Linked DNA regions of Rattus norvegicus: region 1 is linked to region 2. The links are chromatin contacts, called in public Hi-C maps. All regions are on one chromosome and are shown on one strand. The core of a region is the stretch at or near the end of the contact, and the rest is flanking DNA. Distances in the headings are between cores, read along the strand shown. Region 1 overlaps Arhgef18 (Rho/Rac guanine nucleotide exchange factor 18). Region 2 holds the start of Arhgef18 (Rho/Rac guanine nucleotide exchange factor 18).

Region 1 (2,972 bases), core at 186-2,685, 42 kb after region 2:
TCTCTCCAATGTGAGCAAATCTGAGTAGAACCTGGAGAGACCCAGAGGGACGGGTCAGTCACTGGGGATGGTGACTAAGTTCTATCTCAGCCTTGGCCTTTGTAGAAATCCAGCCGCATCTGGACTCAGGCAGGCAGGGTTTTTATCAGACGTGGTGACAAAATATCTTGTATTTCCTGGCTAAAATCTCAGAAACACGTTTTGTCATAGTACTGGGACCTGACTGGCCAAGGTCAAGTTATCCTCAGGTGTTGGGTTTCTCCACATCCTTCTCCCAGATTCTGGTAGCTCTCCAACCTCGTGACAGCATCATCCTACAATGTTGTTGTGTGCACCCTGGAGTCCCAAACTCTCTTTTCTCTCTTTCCTTCCCTTGTACTCGTGCTTGTTCATGTGTGCATTTGAAGGTGCTTATATATAAATACCAAAGGACAACCTTGGCAGTGTTTTCTTCTGTGCCATTCCGTTATGTTTTATGTGTGACTTGTGTGCAGGTACATCCATGCACATGTGTCCACATGCATGTGGAGGCTAGTGTGCAGGTACATCTGTGTACATGCACACACATGTGTCTACATGCATGTGGATGCTAGTATGCAGGTATATCTATGTACATGCACACACATGTGTCCACATGCATGTGGAGGCTAGTGTGCAGGTATATCTGTGTACATGCACACACATGTGTCTACATGCATGTGGAGGCTAGTGTGCAGGTATATTTGTGTACATGCATGCTCATGTGTCCACATGCATGTGGAGGCTAGTGTGCAGGTTTATCTGTGTACATGCACGCACATGTGTCTACATGCATGTGGAGGCTGGAGATTAATTCTGGATGTCTGCCTCTATCACTCTCCACATCTTTTTTTGAGACAAGGTCTTTAGAGAACCTGGTGTTTGCTGATGCAGCAGCCTCCTGCATACCCCGGGGATCCTCCTCTCTCCGACTCCTGGGATTATAATCACTGTGTTCTCGGGCCCGGCTTATTGTTTATTATTTTCATGTGGGTTCTGGAGGGCTGAGCTTAGGTCCTCGTGCTTCCAGGGAAAGTGCGTTTTCTGACGTGTCCTCGTGCCAGCCTACAACCTCCTTCCCTTTAAGGACCTATCATCACATCAGAGTAGGGGCTCAACCTAGCCCAATATGAGGTTCACCATGAGTTAGGACTGAGTAAATGTGCTAGGGCAGGGTTCCAAACAAGATGTGTCAATATGAGTGTGGGTATGGAGGTCCATTCCCTTCTCCCACCATGTGGGTTCCGGGGATAGCATTCAGGTTATCAGTCCTCTACTGACCCATGGTCTTATTCTGCAATAAAGGAAGGGATAGGGCTATATACACTAATTGAGGGGAGACAGTTCAACCCGTAGCACGAAGTTCACTCCCTCCTGGAGCTGTCCAAAATGGCTGGGCTAGGCTGGACTAGGTTGAACTGGGCTGGCATAAGTCTGGACTTGGCAAACAGTGCTAGGTTACTGCAATCCTTGGAGAGAGAGAGAACTCTGGGATTTTGAACATTTCCCTTTTGAAATCGAGCCCAATTTTGAGGAGAATTAAAGAGAAGGTAGTTGCTTCTTAAAAGACGTGTGTGGTGTTGACGATTAGCTCAGCTGGCAGGTTATTTGCTGAGCATTCGGAAGGCTCTGGGCTGCACCTTCAGCATGGGTGGCGTGTGCCTGTGATCCCAGAATTCCAGGGGTGGAGGCAGGAGGATCAGAAGCTCAATACCATAGTAGGTTAGATAGTACATTCAAACCAGCATACATGATATTCTATCGTGTGTGTGGCGCACGCAGATGTGCCTATGCGTGTACACATTAGCAGCAAGAAGTCCAACTACAGAGTATTTACAAGCAAGACTCAGGCAAGTTCAAGGTTCAACTGTAGGACATCAGCACTGTTGGCCTTTGAGGTCAATTAATCGTCCCAGAACCCTTAACCCACTAGGCACTAGTAGCCCCTGCCTCATCTAAAGTCGTGACAAAATGTCTCTTGTTGGTGGGAAGGCCCGAGGTGAGACCCGGTTATCTAAGACTCCCAGAAGGCCCCAGGGTGTGCATAGACCTTGATGTAAGAACCACAGACCCGGTGCCTCCCAGACACCAGAGTGGCAGGTTTTTCATCACACTGTCCCCACCCCTTTTTTGTCAAAGTGTCATTTCACTGGTTAAGGGACTATAGGACATTCTGCCTGTGGCTACTGCTGTTTATTGTAATGGTGACTGGACAGAAGAGACTTGACACATTAGATCAGTATTGTAGGCAGGGGCTCTACCACTGAGGCACACCTCTAGCCGATTTTTATTTTTGAGACAGGTCTCTCTGTGTCACCCTGGCTGTCCTAGAACTTGCTCTCAAAGACCAGGCTGGCCTCAAACTCAGAGATCTGCTTGCCTCTGCCTCCTAAGTGCGGGGATTAAAGGCGTTCATTGCCACTGCCTGGCGGCCATCTTTACTCTTTGAGTAGGTGTGATGTCAGGGTTTCTTTCTCTTTATCTTTTTTCTAATCTTCTCTCCTCTCCTTCTCCTCCTCCCTTTTCACTCTACCCCTTGGCCTCCCCATCTTTCTCTCTCTCTTTCTTTCTTTCTTTCTTTCTTTCTTTTTCATAAAAGGGTCTCCTATAGCCCAGGCTACCCTCAAGTTTCAAACTTGCCAAGTAGCCAAAGATGACTGGATCTTCCAGTTCTTCTGGAATCATAGCCATGTATCATCACTTCCGGTTTATGTGGGGCTGGGGTTGGGACCCAGAGCTTCATGCGTGCTGGACGGGCACTCTGCAAACTCAGCTTCACCTCTGCCCTCCCTTCTGTGTGGACTGCCTGCTCGCCCTCCCTTCTGTATGGACTGCCTGCTCACCCTCCTTTCTGTATGGACTGCCTGCTTGTAGCGTTCAGGTAACCATGGTAGAGCTGAGTGGACAGCACATGGTCTGCAGGGCCGCAGCTGTTTTCTGACAGGTTCTTTAAA
Region 2 (3,001 bases), core at 95-2,594:
TCCACCTGGGTTCTCTGCATGTGTGGACACTGCTGTCTGTACATAACTGTTTCCCAGGGCGTCACATTTGAGAGCTCACAAGAGTTACGTGCTAAGAGACTACTCAGCCCCAGTTTGGAGCCAAGTGTGAACCCTTCTTCTCACCTTTTCAGTCACTGGTATACTGATCCTAGCAGGAGTAAAAATAGTCTATATTTGTTTTTCTTATTAAGTGTGTGTGCACGCATATGTGTGCCTATGTGTGCAGATGCCTGTATGTGTGTTTGTCTGTGTGTGGATATGTGCCTGTTTTGGGTTTGGGTGCCTATAGAGGTCAGAAGGGCACAGGAACCCCTATAGCAGAAGTCACACCAGTCATGAGCCACCCAATGTAGGTGCTGGGAACTGAACTCAGGTCCTCTAGAAGAGTAGCAAGCACTCCTAACCACTGGGCCATCTCTCCAGCCCTGTGCATACCTCTTGCCTTCTATTTAAACCTAAATCTAATATCAGGTCCCTAAGGGTGGACTTGGAGGGGAGAGGTAGGAGGAGCAGGGGGCCTTTTGTTCCTCTTCCTTTCGGCAACACCGAATAAATGTGCCTTCTCTACTTCTCACCGTTTTCAGTTTACCCTGGGTGGCCTGGAACTCCCTCTGAAGGCTGGGCTGGTCTCAGATTCAGAGGTGCGCCTGCCTCTGCCTGCCGAGGGCTGGGATTAAAGGAGTGTCCCACCACACCCAGCTCCACTTACTTTTCGAGACTAGGTCTCTCACTGAAGCTGGAACACTGGGGTAGGTTGGGTGGCCTGCCCTCCCCTGGCATCCTCCTGTCTGCCAGCCCAATACTGCAGTTATTACAGGTGGTCTTACCACACCCTGACTTTCTTTAGTCAGTGGGGTGGGGACCTAAAATCAGGCCCACTTGCTTGTGTGGCAAGCACCTAACCCTGACTGACTTTCTGAGGATGTGTCGCTCAATCTGGTTTGTTAGAGGACTGCCAGGACTGGGACTCTAACCTTAACAGCTCTGGTGACAGTACACCAGTCGACAAACTGGCAGTATTTACAGCAGGAGACCAGACAGATATCAAACAGAAGAATAGCTGTTAGACATTTACAAGCACAGCATTCACTTCCACGTGTTTCCACGGGTCCACACGCCCACATATGTTTCTGTCCCCACATGTGTTCCACCGTGTGCCTTTCTAGAGACATGTGACTTGAGTGTCTCCTGTGTCTACTTGTGCACCCGTGCGTTAGGGTGAGGCCCTCACACTCTGTTCCTCTTCAACAGTTGGCTCCACAGGAAGCTATTGGGTGGGGGCTCGGTGTCACCGCTGAGCCTCCCCTCTCGACTCTCCGCTTTACTTCCCCATGATACCTACAGCAGGTACAGGCTGAGGGTGGACTCCCAGATTCTCACACCCCACCTCCGACTGTTCTCTACTCTCCTCGCTGATCCCTGATGCTGCTGCCTGCTGCCTGCCATTGACGAAGAAGAAAAATAAAAGCCGGTAGATGAGAAAGAGGAAATTGGGCAGAGTTTAGCCACTCTGTGGTTAGCCTGGCCCATGTGTCCCTTGAAACCCTGGCTGTGTGACATGGGGGGAACTTCAAGAGCTGTTAACAAAGCCAGTCACCTACTTGAGCAAGAATCGAGCTCCAGTGGGTGAGTAACCATCTTGAGGAGTGGTGGGTGAGAGTCTGTAAGGCAGGAGATTGACTCTAATAGCCATGACATAACCAGAAGAGAGCTGGGCAGCCATTTGCTCCGCAGAGATCAGTGATCCTAAAATGACCCTGGAGGGTGCTGGGATTATGGCTCCGTTGGTAGGGAGCTTGCTTAGCACGGGCAAAGTCCTGGGTTTCATCCCAGCACCGCATAAATCAAAGCTGGGTGTCGCATGCCTGTCAAGCATCCCTTGGGAGGTAGAGGCAGGAAGATTAGGAGTTTGTGGTTATCCTCAGCTACATAGGGAGTTCAGAGGCTGCCTGGTCTACGGGAGACCCATGCCGGAGTCTAAAGGAACCCTTTGTAAGCAAAGACTGTGTGGGGACAGAGGAAGCCGGGGATGAGGGAGGAAGTTTAAGCTCCTCTTCAGCAGGTGTCCGTGTTTTGTCTTGTTCTGTTTTGTTTTGCTTTTGAATCTGGGTCTCACCACGTGGTCCAGGCTGGCCTCCAACTCCCAGTGTCCCTACCTGTGCCTCCCCAGTTCTTATTTTTTATTTTTAAAATGCACGTGTAGCACCACACCATGGCTTGTCCTCTTCACCTTTCAAGGCATTGGTTCTGGGGTTTCCAGGTCTTCCAAATGGGGACCCCCCTCGGGCTGTGGGCCCTTAACCTTGAGGAGTCACTGGTGGCTCCCTTTGTGGGCCAGTTTGAGGAACCTCTCACAACAACAAGTGAGGTGGGAGGCAGGCTGCGGTTTTTACCAGGCACACCCAAGATGACAGTTTCCTGACTCCGTGCACCCCCCGGAGCCATGTAAAGTGGGTTTAGAACTGACCACCCCAATGGAGGTGGTGAGTTAGGTAGGAGACAGGCTTTGAATGTGGCCCCCATGGGGATGACACTCTGAATCACCCTGATTTCTGAGCAAAAATCCAAGTCGTACCCACCTTTGAGCACCCTCCTTGTGACCGTATGAGACAGTGTTTTCATGGGTCTTGAAGAGCCAGCAAAATTTTGACTTTGGGACCTAGGGAGATAGCACAGCCTAAGAACCTGGGTTCAGCTCCCCTGAACTCATAAAAAACAAAGCTTTGAGCATGGCGGTGCTGGCCTGATACCTCAGCCTTGTGGAGGCAGAGACAGGATCGCTGAACCACTCTACCCACTAGTTTAGCTGAGTTAGTGAGCATTAGGGAAAATCAGGGAAAGCCTGTCTCAAAAATAAAAATAAAAAATAAGGCAGGGCCAGTGAGACAGCTCAGCAGGTAAAGGCTAAGCCTGGTGACCGGAGTTCTAGCCCCAGGGCTATCATGTTGGGAGGAGAGAACTGACCCCTGAAAGCTGTCAT

Evidence for each region. Hi-C and Micro-C count contacts between places; a contact is called where the count stands out from the background.
Region 1: a Hi-C map of liver shows a contact between it and region 2, with 6 times the contacts expected there. The contact joins the enhancer-like site here to the promoter of Arhgef18 in region 2. A contact is called at or near these places in 10 of 12 Hi-C or Micro-C datasets (the A7r5 cell line, Schwann cells, frontal cortex and 5 more).

The regions. Positions count from the first base shown.
Region 1 is chr12:6,233,821-6,236,792 of GRCr8, forward strand. All of the region lies in intron 12 of Arhgef18 (Rho/Rac guanine nucleotide exchange factor 18), which reads left to right. Among named protein-coding and RNA genes, the nearest start is that of Arhgef18, 42 kb to the left of the region's middle. Within about 2 kb of position 1,436, at least 1 of the 93 cell types and tissues checked has an H3K27ac peak or open chromatin away from gene starts, as enhancers often do. A contact at or near this core is called in liver, where this site is marked.
Region 2 is chr12:6,191,678-6,194,678 of GRCr8, forward strand. It overlaps Arhgef18 (Rho/Rac guanine nucleotide exchange factor 18), which reads left to right and starts at 1,345. Exons shown (of 31, transcript NM_001395655.1): 1 at 1,345-1,647.